Regions from separate parts of the Zea mays genome. Here all the other regions are linked to region 1. A link is a contact called in public Hi-C data. All regions are on one chromosome and are shown on one strand. The core of a region is the stretch at or near the end of the contact, and the rest is flanking DNA. Distances in the headings are between cores, read along the strand shown.

Evidence for each region. Hi-C and Micro-C count contacts between places; a contact is called where the count stands out from the background.
Region 2: a contact with region 1 is called in a Hi-C map of ear, with 5 times the contacts expected there. The contact joins the promoter of LOC100277330 here to the promoter of LOC100194159 in region 1. A contact is called at or near these places in 3 of 25 Hi-C or Micro-C datasets (bundle sheath, ear and tassel).
Region 3: a contact with region 1 is called in a Hi-C map of leaf, with 8 times the contacts expected there. The contact joins the promoter of LOC103646322 here to the promoter of LOC100194159 in region 1. A contact is called at or near these places in 5 of 25 Hi-C or Micro-C datasets (ear, leaf and tassel).

Annotation. Positions count from the first base shown.
Region 1 is chr2:39,712,089-39,715,381 of Zm-B73-REFERENCE-NAM-5.0, forward strand. It overlaps LOC100194159, which reads right to left and starts at 1,496. Exons shown (of 3, transcript NM_001366995.1): 1 at 1,236-1,496; 2 at 1,074-1,102; 3 at 328-955. The coding sequence starts at 1,314. The coding sequence ends at 374. It overlaps LOC100274944, which reads right to left and starts at 216. Exons shown (of 2, transcript NM_001322245.1): 1 at 34-216. The coding sequence starts at 87.
Region 2 is chr2:39,895,562-39,898,854 of Zm-B73-REFERENCE-NAM-5.0, forward strand. LOC100277330 reads left to right here and starts at 1,828. Exons shown (of 1, transcript NM_001150925.3): 1 at 1,828-2,639. The coding sequence starts at 1,941. The coding sequence ends at 2,477.
Region 3 is chr2:39,864,580-39,867,872 of Zm-B73-REFERENCE-NAM-5.0, forward strand. LOC103646322 (protein THYLAKOID ASSEMBLY 8, chloroplastic) reads left to right here and starts at 1,562. Exons shown (of 3, transcript XM_008671054.2): 1 at 1,562-1,783; 2 at 2,448-2,821. The coding sequence starts at 2,507.

The sequences.
Region 1 (3,293 bases), core at 246-2,745:
AAGAGGAGGAGGGGAAAACGGTTCGGGGCCCACCCGCTGGAGGCAGGAGAAGAAGCCGGCGTGCCGCGAGAAAGGCTGCCGCCGCATCGTGCCGTCGCCGGGGACCGGAGCGGTGGTGTCGGGCGGCGCCGCGCCGCGTGGGTTGGGGGTTGCTTTTAGTTTTTCTGGCGGCGACGCGTTTAGGTAGGTCACGGTGAACGAGTACGAGACGAGAATGAGAGTGGATCGTAGATCGTTTGTGTTGTTTTGTTTCTACGGCCGCTGGAATGAACAAATCACACGCAGGCAGATCAGATCCATCGATTCCAACGTTTGAACGCAAGTGGCGAGAAAAACAAGGGGGGAAATTTGTGCAGCGCCGCTGCAATGTACTTCAAAGCACATGAATGCGAAACGGAGTATCCACGAGTTCGCTGCGAAATGTCAGCTGCAGCACGGCTACACAACACAACACAACACAACAATGTGCATTTGGTAAATTGGCAGTCGAGACTAGAAAACCAAGACTCTGCATACAGATGCAGTGGAGCCGCCACCGCCAGGCACGAATGGATCTCTCTCCTCTCCTCGTCTCTCCACTCCTCCTCACACTCCTCCTCAGTAGTATGTGCAGGAGCCATAGCCTGTGCGAAACGAGAGGGAAGCGGCATTCGATGAGAAGACAGATGGACGGACGAAGGATCTGAGAGCTTATTAGAGAGAATGAATGGGGGTACTTACTTGGGTCGGACTGCACGACGAGCGCGGAGTTGTTGAAGTAGCAGTTCCAGGGGTGCCTGCCGCTGTAGGCGTAGTAGAGGTTCATGGCGACGGCGGCGCGGGACACGGGGCTGTCCGGGTAGTAGCACGGCCCGCCCTTCTGGATCACGGCGCAGCTCACCTGGGAGCACGCGTAGTCCAGGTTCTGCGCCAGGATCTCGTTCGACGCCGACGGCTTCGCGATGCACCACGTCTTCTGCAGCTCGTCGTTGGCAACCAAGTCCAACCAGATCAGTACTTAAGTATTCATTCATTTGCGAGTTGGCGGGCATACATACATAGATAGATAGAGCGTCAAGAGCCAAAGGCCGTACCTGTCCCTCCACGAGACCAACGGTGCTGCCTGCAAAACACCCGAGAGAGAGAGAGAGAGATGGTGGCCCATTCTTTTCAGACGAACGGCGTGGTGGTTCTGCTTGAGCGCAATGATCTATCTATCTATCTCATAATGATAGATGGAGTCGAGCCGAGCTCACCTGAGGTGAAGAAGTAGAGGAGCACGAGGCCCAGCGAGAGGAGCTGGAGCGACGCCGATGGCCGGTCTCCTCCCCGCATCTTGCTCCGCTACTGTGCGCTTGCACCAGGATTGGAGCTGTGAACTTTGAGAGTCGGTCAGATGTGGGGATGCGGACTGCACCGAAGAGTACTACTAGTAGGGAGGTGGAGATTGCGGAGGTGGAGATTGCGGAGAGCATTTTCAGATTGCCTTGTCGAGCAGGGTAGGGTAGGTGACAGACACTCACACCACACAGATTGCTTGCTGGGATGCATGCGCGTGCACGTTACACGCATGTGACAGCGTGAATTTGTTTAATGGCTCTCCGTCTCTCTGGCTTCTTGGACCCAAGGCAACCAACCATGTGCTTCAGCAGGATAACGAATAGTACTGCCAATGCCAATCTTGTTCGTTCCGGTCCGCGATCTCCCTCTCCCTCTCTCTCTCTCCCGTAAACTTTTGTCTTGGGCCCCTCGTCTGATCACAAAAACTGGTGGATCCACACGGTAGTACATTTTTTTGGCCCACGTTGACCAGCTCCTGGTTATTACTATTGTTTTTCTTCACAGCTTTCTCGTTTCTGTCCCCGGTCCAGTCTTTCTGATCATCTGACGTATGCTAGTCAAAGCAGGACCAATGCAGCAGCAAAAAAAAAAAAAAAAAAAAACAACAACAACAACATGGCTCATGCATTGAATCCCTTGCATGTTTCAGCCTATTGCTGTACTGAACTGAATCCCTTCCCTCCCAACAGAGCTCAGGAATTGCGACCCCTTTTTCTCTATGAACCAGAGTTTTCTCTCCACGATGGATGGCTCTGCACTGCAGTAAACAGAGATAGAGAGAGAGCCACAGCCACCCATGATTGCCAAATCATGCATTACTTTGGGCATGTTTGGTTTGTGCCTAACTACGCCACACTTTGTCTAAGGTTAGTCGTTCAAATTGAAGAACTAACCTTAGGCAGAAAAGTTAGGCAAAGTGTGACAAGTTAGGCAGGGAACCAAACATGCCCTTTGTCTGCTCCACACCCATGTGGGTTCGTTCCATCACTGTGAGATAGATCAAAAAAAAAAAAAACAAATGCCACCCGCTCCCTGGACGTAAAAGATGTCTGTCATCAGGCACTTGAAACGTACTACTACCTTGCTGCGTTCCGTATTCTTGGATGCTTTTCCATTTTGCCTTTGCTCATCAATACCTTTTCCCTTCCACTTTGCGTGAAAAAAAAAGAGAAAGATTGAACTGATTTCAGAACTGTTCTCAAGCAGCACTAGCTAGCCCATTCACACCAAGCGTACCGAGCAGACTCGCCAGTAGTCACTAATAAAAGCAAGCGAGATGAGCTCGTCAGTACTGATTCTACCATGGAGGCCCTCGACCTCGAGGGAGCATACAGCTTTTTTTAGATTGTCAAATGAACCACCCTGTTTGTTACCAGTTAACACTGGTACTGATGCAGTAGATGCCCCCCCGCATTGTTTGCTAAAGCAACCACCTTTACATTCAGACTGGCACAGCACTTACCACTCCCTTCCAATGCTTAGTTGATTGATGTCAAAAAGACAGGTGGGTTGTTTGACGTGTTCTTTACCCTTATTCCTTAGATTCATTTTCGATAGCAATAGGTTCTTTGGCACCTATTAGTTTCAATCTTCTCACCCAGCATAGAGAAACAGGGTTATAGCTAGCGCCTATCTTTACGAGTTTAACGCGACATGTCAAAGGCAGGCTTACATGTGCCAAAACAAGGCTGTCTCCCCTTATTTATCCACATTTCGAGGGAACCACAAATTAGTTTAAGGTCGACAGGCCCTGTTTCTTCGCTTGGTTTTAATCCGTACCGGTTTCTGATGCTTCTTGCTTTTGTCTCTATAAATAACAGCCACAACGGTTCTTCGAACAACTAGCTTTCATCTGGAGCAAATAGCCCCTGTATTGTCGAAGGCGAGCATTTTAACAGCCCCCTCCACCTGAACGAAACAACATCAAGAGGAGCACCTGAGCGGACAAAGTGATCTGAAATACATACACTTGC
Region 2 (3,293 bases), core at 578-3,077, 180 kb after region 1:
TGGGTTGGCGCAAGATGGAACACAAGGGGGAATGTATTATCTCGCACCGGGGGATGCTCGTAGTAGGGGTTACAAGCGTCGCGCGAGAGAGAGAGAGCCTGTTCGTTTGCTCGTCCCCGCGTGACCCCCCCCCCCCCCCCGCAGGAAGGCCCTGGACCTCCCTTTTATAGATGCAAGGAAAGGGTCCAGATGTACAATGGGGGGTGTAGCTATGCGCTAACGTGTCTGGCAGAGAAGTGCCTGAGCCCTGTGTACATGCCAACGTGGCTATCGGAGAAGTGCTTGAGCCCTGTGTACGCGATAACGTAGCCGTCGGAGAAGTGCCTGAGCCCTGTAGAAGCACAGCTGGCGGTGCGGCTGGGATCCTGCTGACGTCTCCTTGCTTCCGTAGGGGGCTGAGAACCACCGACATCATGGACGCACGCGGGGAACCATCATTACCTGTTACCGGGGTGAGCCAGATGGGGCGCCGGTCTTGTTCCCTCGTAGCCTGAGCTAGCTAGGGGTAGGGTAATGATGTATCCCCTGTGGCTCGATCGGTCCGAGCCCAAGGTCGGGCGAGGCGGAGACTTCTCCTGAGGCCGAGGTCGTGGTCGGGCGAGGACGCGATTCCTCCCGAGGCCGAGGCTGAGGCCGAGTCCTGGGGTCGGGCGAGGCGGAGACCTCCTCGCGAGGCCGAGGCCTAAGGTCGGGCGAGGAGGAGACCTCCTCGCGAGGCCGAGGCCTAAGGTCGGGCGAGGCGGAGCTTTCTGTTGCGCCTGAGACTGAACTCAGCTGTTGTCAGTCTTACCCCGGTGGGTGGCACAGCAGTCGGAGCGAGGCGAGCGGCGCTGTTTTCCTGTCAGGTCGGTCAGTGAAAGGGCGAAGTGACTGCTGTCACTTCGACCTTGCCGACTGAGGCGCGCGTGTCAGGATAAGGTGTCAGGCGATTCCCGCATTAAATGTGCATGCGATACGGTCGGTTGGTGAGACGATTTGGCTAAAGTTGCTTCACAACGAAGCCTGCCCGAGCTGGGCTTCGGGCGAGTCGAGGGTACGCCCACCGCCTGAGGAGGCCCTCGGGCGAGGCGTGAATTCGTCCGGGGCTACTGTTCCCGCCCAAGGCCGGGCTCGGGCGAGGCGAGATTGCGTCCCTTGGTAGACGAGGCCTTGACCTGAACCGTGCCCATAAGTCTTTGCGGTTTGTGCTGAGGGTGGTTATCATCCGTGTTTATGAGTGTTGGGTACCCCTAATTATGGTACCCGACAAGTATAGTGGCATTATTTATATATCTTTTTTGGGAAACGTTTGTTTTCACCGCTCTACCAAAAATAACAATTACATTTTAACCGTATTGGATCTATATTTGATTAGTCGTACCAATAAAACTATGAACAAGCAATTAAACAGTTTAATGTTAGGTCCGGTCCTAATATCTATTTTTTTCTATTCTCGGATATATAATACTCCCTCCGTTTCGTTTTAGTTGTCGCTGGATAGTGCAATCCAGCGACAACTAAAACGAAATGGAAGAAGTATTATCTTAGAACAATGGTTGACATCTATGCTATAATCTCCTTTAATTCTGAAAGGAATTTAGGTTTCTAAACTAGCTTTTACACTGTTTTAAAAAGAGTGTATATACGGGTGTAAAATATTGTTTTGCATTGTTTACGTAAAGTGGAGTTTATATATAGAAAAACCAGTTTAATTTGACAAGAAAAACTGGATGGGTAAGTACTCCGTGTTTTTTTGGTTTCGTGGCCATGCATGTTTATTTATCGGAACAATATCCAAAAACCAGTTTAATTTGACAAGAAAAACGCAGGAACACGGAGAAATTTGGCGACGTTCCAAACATCCTTATCCTGTCACCTCCGCTCCACGACCGCCCCAGCCTCCAGGTCCTAGCTCCGGCCTCCGCCGCCGCCTCTCACCTCCGCTCCCCTTCCCTTCCCACATGGCGAAGGCCGACGCCCGTACCCGAGGCCGGGCCGCCTCTCACGTCCCCACTCCCACATGGGCGCAGCGCACTGAGGCCCTGACCCACGTCCTGACCCACCCGTCCCACGCGCCGTCGCTCCAGTCGCAGCTCTTCCTCGCCTCCCGCGTCCCGTGCCCGCCGCGGGGCCTCGGCTCCACCACGTCGTACCCGCCGTTCCTCTGCCCCGGCGCCTCGCTCCTCCGCTGGGCTCTCGCCTCCGTGTTCCTCCCGCGCGCGGCGAGCCTCTGCCTCCCGCCCTCGTCCTGGCGGTCCCGGTGCCCCTTCCAGCTCCCGCCGCCGGTCGTGCCCTCCGCGGCCATCGAGCCGGCGCCCGAGCGGTGGGCCGACTCCGAGCTCAGGGCCTACGCGCGCCGGCGGCGGGAGCGGAGGGGCCCGCTGACGGTGCGGCCGCCGGTGGCCGTGGTGGGAGTGGTGCTCACCACCGTGCCCAACGTCGTGATCGTCGTGGCCTTCGTGAAGGAGTACTTCTGGGGCAGGACCAGCCGTATCTGAGGCGTGGTGTCTGATGCTTGTTTTGCTCTTGATGTAAAAAAAAGAAGCAGTAACCCCAGTGTAATCGGTGCTGACTAAGACAGCTTCTTGAGCTTTCCCTTCTATTAAAAGTTGGGTTTCACCTCCAGAAGCCATTGTCTGATGCTTCTTTTGCTCTTGATGTAAAGGAAAAAGAAAAAAGAAGCCATTGTCTGACATTGTTGCAGAAACCGTGATGACTGATGAGCATAGCAAATTTGTGGTGAAATGTGCCTGCAATCTGCAAATTTGTTGCTCTGGTATGGTCAGGAATAATGATCTGCTGGGCCTGGGTAATTGGCTGCAGCATATGGCGTGCACCAGACTGAATACATTACTAGGGTGTTTGGTTGCCTCTGCTAAAGTTTAGTCCGGGTCACATCAAGCGTTTGACTTTTAAACAGGAGTATGAAATATAGACCCAACCAACTGGACTAGATTCGTCTCGTCTTTTAATCTTCGGCTGACAAATTAGTTTTATAATCCGACTACATTTAATACCCGGAACGGAAGTTCAAACATTCGATATGACAGGGGCTACATTTTAGTTTGGGGTAACCAAACACCCCTTGCATAGCTGGAGAATGAAGAGTGCCTGCAACATACAGTAGTATGCTGCTGCTGCTGCTGCAACATTACATTAGTTTCTGCTATCCGTTTTCAGACGGCTGCTTTAGTATTTATGAGAGCATGCTGCATTGCTGATCTTAATTGAGGATCCAGGGAACACAGGGATCTCGGCAGCTCCATCAAACACCCTGGGTGGGCCTATTTATTTTATTTATTTATTTACACATG
Region 3 (3,293 bases), core at 312-2,811, 150 kb after region 1:
ATAGCCACAAAACTTAGTTATGAGTGTTAGTACGGCTAAGTAGCTTGAAGCGAGTTCTTGTGAACACAAACAATCACAGAGAGATCAACACGAGACACACAATTTTTATCCCGTGGTTCGGCCAAGTAACACTTGCCTACTTCCATGTTGTGGCATCCCAATGGACGAGGGTTGCACTCAACCCCTTTCAAGTGATCTGATGATCAACTTGAATACCACGATATTTTCCTTAGAGTATTTTCCTGTTTCCGAGGAATCTCCACAACTTGGAGTCTCTCGCCCTTACAACAAGGATCACAATGAAGGCACAGAGTAAGGTTGGGAGAAACAACACACGCAAGACTCAAATACGTCGCACACCTACGCACACAAGTGAAGACTCAAGCTCAAATGACAACACAGGGAGTTCGCGACTCGAATGGAGCTCAATTCTCTAACACAACAAAGCGAATGCGCGGGAGCAGAGTCTGAATGCCTTAGAATACTTAGTGAATGCTTGGGTGACTCCTCCATGCGTCTAGGGGTCCCTTTTATAGCCCTAAGGCAGCTAGGAGCTGTTGGAGGCAAACTTGGAAGGCCATCCTTGCCTTCTGTCGAGTGGCGCACTGGACAGTCCGGTGTGCCATCGGACAGTCCCTGTAGCTGTCCGGTGCGTGATCGCCTTCCAAATCAGGCGCATCCGACTGTTGCTCCTCTGGGCTGATTGGCGCACTGGACACTGTCCGGTGCACACCAGACATTGTCCGGTGCACACCAGACAGACCGGTGCACCAACCGACCGTTGGAGCAGTCCACGTGTCGCGCGAAGAATGTGCGGCCGACCGTTGGCTCACTGGACAGTCCGGTGCACCACCGGACAGTCCGATGAATTATAACCATACGCCGTCGTTGATTCTCGAGAGCGACGAGTTCACGCGGACCGGCCTGGCGCACCGGACACTGTCCGGTGCACCACCGGACAGTCCGATGTGCCAGACTGAGCTGAAGCTTGACTGCACTCAGCCAAATCTTTTCCAATTTGTTTCTTTTCTTCTTAGCTCTGTTTCTAACACTTAGACAAATACATTAGTATTCAAAACCAATTTACTAAGTCTAGAAACATATCTTGTTATATGATTTGCACTTCTTGCTTGTTTAGCACATAACAACTCACTCACTATGTGTTGGACACTTAATCACCAAAACATTATAGAAATGGGCAAAGAGCACATTTCCCTTTCACACATCCTGTGATGTCTTCACGCCATCACCGTGACCGTCTGGTCTTCCATCGATAACTTCGATCTCTCAAGACATCGGAAGGTTGTTGATATTAATTTCTAGCGTCGGCTTAGTTAAAAATAGAAAATATGCTCGCTTATTTTATGTTGACATAGACCACTTTTAAAATTAGCAATCAATAAAAAAGGAACTGTTGGAGCACATACATTTTTCTACTTTTTAAAATGTTTTAGCAACTTTTAAAATCTATAATTTAGGATGCTAAATTTATATAATTATTAGAGATACTCTTAAGAGAATTGTTGTACATGGTCTAAGCCCACTACGCCAACGCCTGACGCCCAATTCTCCGGTTCCAGTCTCCACTCACCCGTCAGTCCGTCACCCGAGACTGACCGCCGCCGCCGTACAGCACGGGCGCCGGTCACCGGGGAACGCAGGAAGCAGCACCCTTCTCCAGCTCGGGCACGCAGCAGTGCAGCACGGGCATGCAGCAGCAGGCAGCACGACACCGGCTTCTCTAGACTCCAGCTCGCCACCACCAGCGTCCAGCCTTCAGCAGGTATCGCCCTCTAGTACTCGCAGGCAATGCCTGAAGCTCAGGTTCATACATATACTATTCGTTTTATAGTTGTTTAGTTTAATGCAATAAGAGGAAGCATCCTGCAGCACACACCACACGACTCCACCACGCCAGGTTTCTTCTTCAGTTCACAACGGCAATCGGCGACCTGCTTGCTTGACTAGCTTGCAAATTCATTGCGATTAGTCAAATCAATTCATATCTGAATCCATTGCAAATTTGTTAAAGTTTGCTTAGGCGAACTGAACTTCACATTAAAGTTTGTTTGCTTGGCTTGTATTTGAGGCGTGGGGGGTGAAGATAAGATAGTCTAGAGTGACTCCTCTTTACGAAACAAGGGTCAACGGGCACGTTATCGGGGGAAAAAATAGTTCTGGAATGAGGCCATCTGTGCATAGTTGGTAACAGCACTTTGTGCTTCTGTCAAATGATGCTAATTTGTTACTAAGTGCATCCAGTATGGTGTAAAGTTTGCCTTTCGTGCTATGGCTTGAGATCTTGCAAATTATACAAGTTGCATACTGAGAAAGATGGTGTAAAGTTCTAAGGCTGGCGTGTATCTTGCCTTTTTTTTTCTTATGAAGCTAGAATGTGAACCGCAAGTCGGCAGTACAAACGAACTCTGAATCTGTCATGCTGTCAGCCTATCCAGAACTGCTGCAGTCCCACGCCACTATCCAATTCGAGCAGAGGCAGGCGGGGATGCTCTCTCTACCCGCCTGCTCACCATTCCGCTTACCCCCTACCCGTTGTGGCGCTCGCCGGAAGAGCGCGGCCGCCGCGACCATCACGATGCGGGACCGCAGCAAGAACCGGAAGCCGACGCAGCGAGGGCGGTACCTCAGCACCGAGGCCATCCAGGCTGTCCAGTCCCTCAAGCGCGCCGCGCTCCGCGGCGCCCCCGCCGCGTCCGCCGCTGCCGTGGTGGAGCCCAAGCTGCGACGCCTCCTCAAGGCAGACATGGTCGCCGTCTTCCGCGAGCTCGCCGCGCAGGGCGAGGCCCTCCTGGCCCTCCAGGTACGCGCTGCTATTTGTGTAGTACTTGCCGCTTCACCGGCAGCCCGCACGAAGCTAATGGGAATGGCCTTGGTGGCTATTCTGTCGGTTGCAAGGCAAATTCTTCGACATATTCTGTCGATCAATTGCCTCTGAATATGTAGATTAGCAACTTATAATTAGTAAAATCGTTAATTCCTCGGGTGCCCTAATTCCTTTCATGAAAGCTGTGCCGTGCTGAACTTTGTCATCTGCTTAAGTTGTGCCCACTGCCCAAATTCTTAAAACTGAAGCATATCTTAATGCTCGTATTTGAGAACAATGGTTTAGCTAAAACCTGTCAGCCTTTGTAATTTGTAAACTACTACTAACAGATGTGTACCCACTATATTTGGTTATAAACCTCATTTCCGTTATATAGATGTGTTGTATTTCTCGTCTAAGTCACCAATTTACCACCAGGTTTGTACCTCTAACTTCATGTAGTTATACC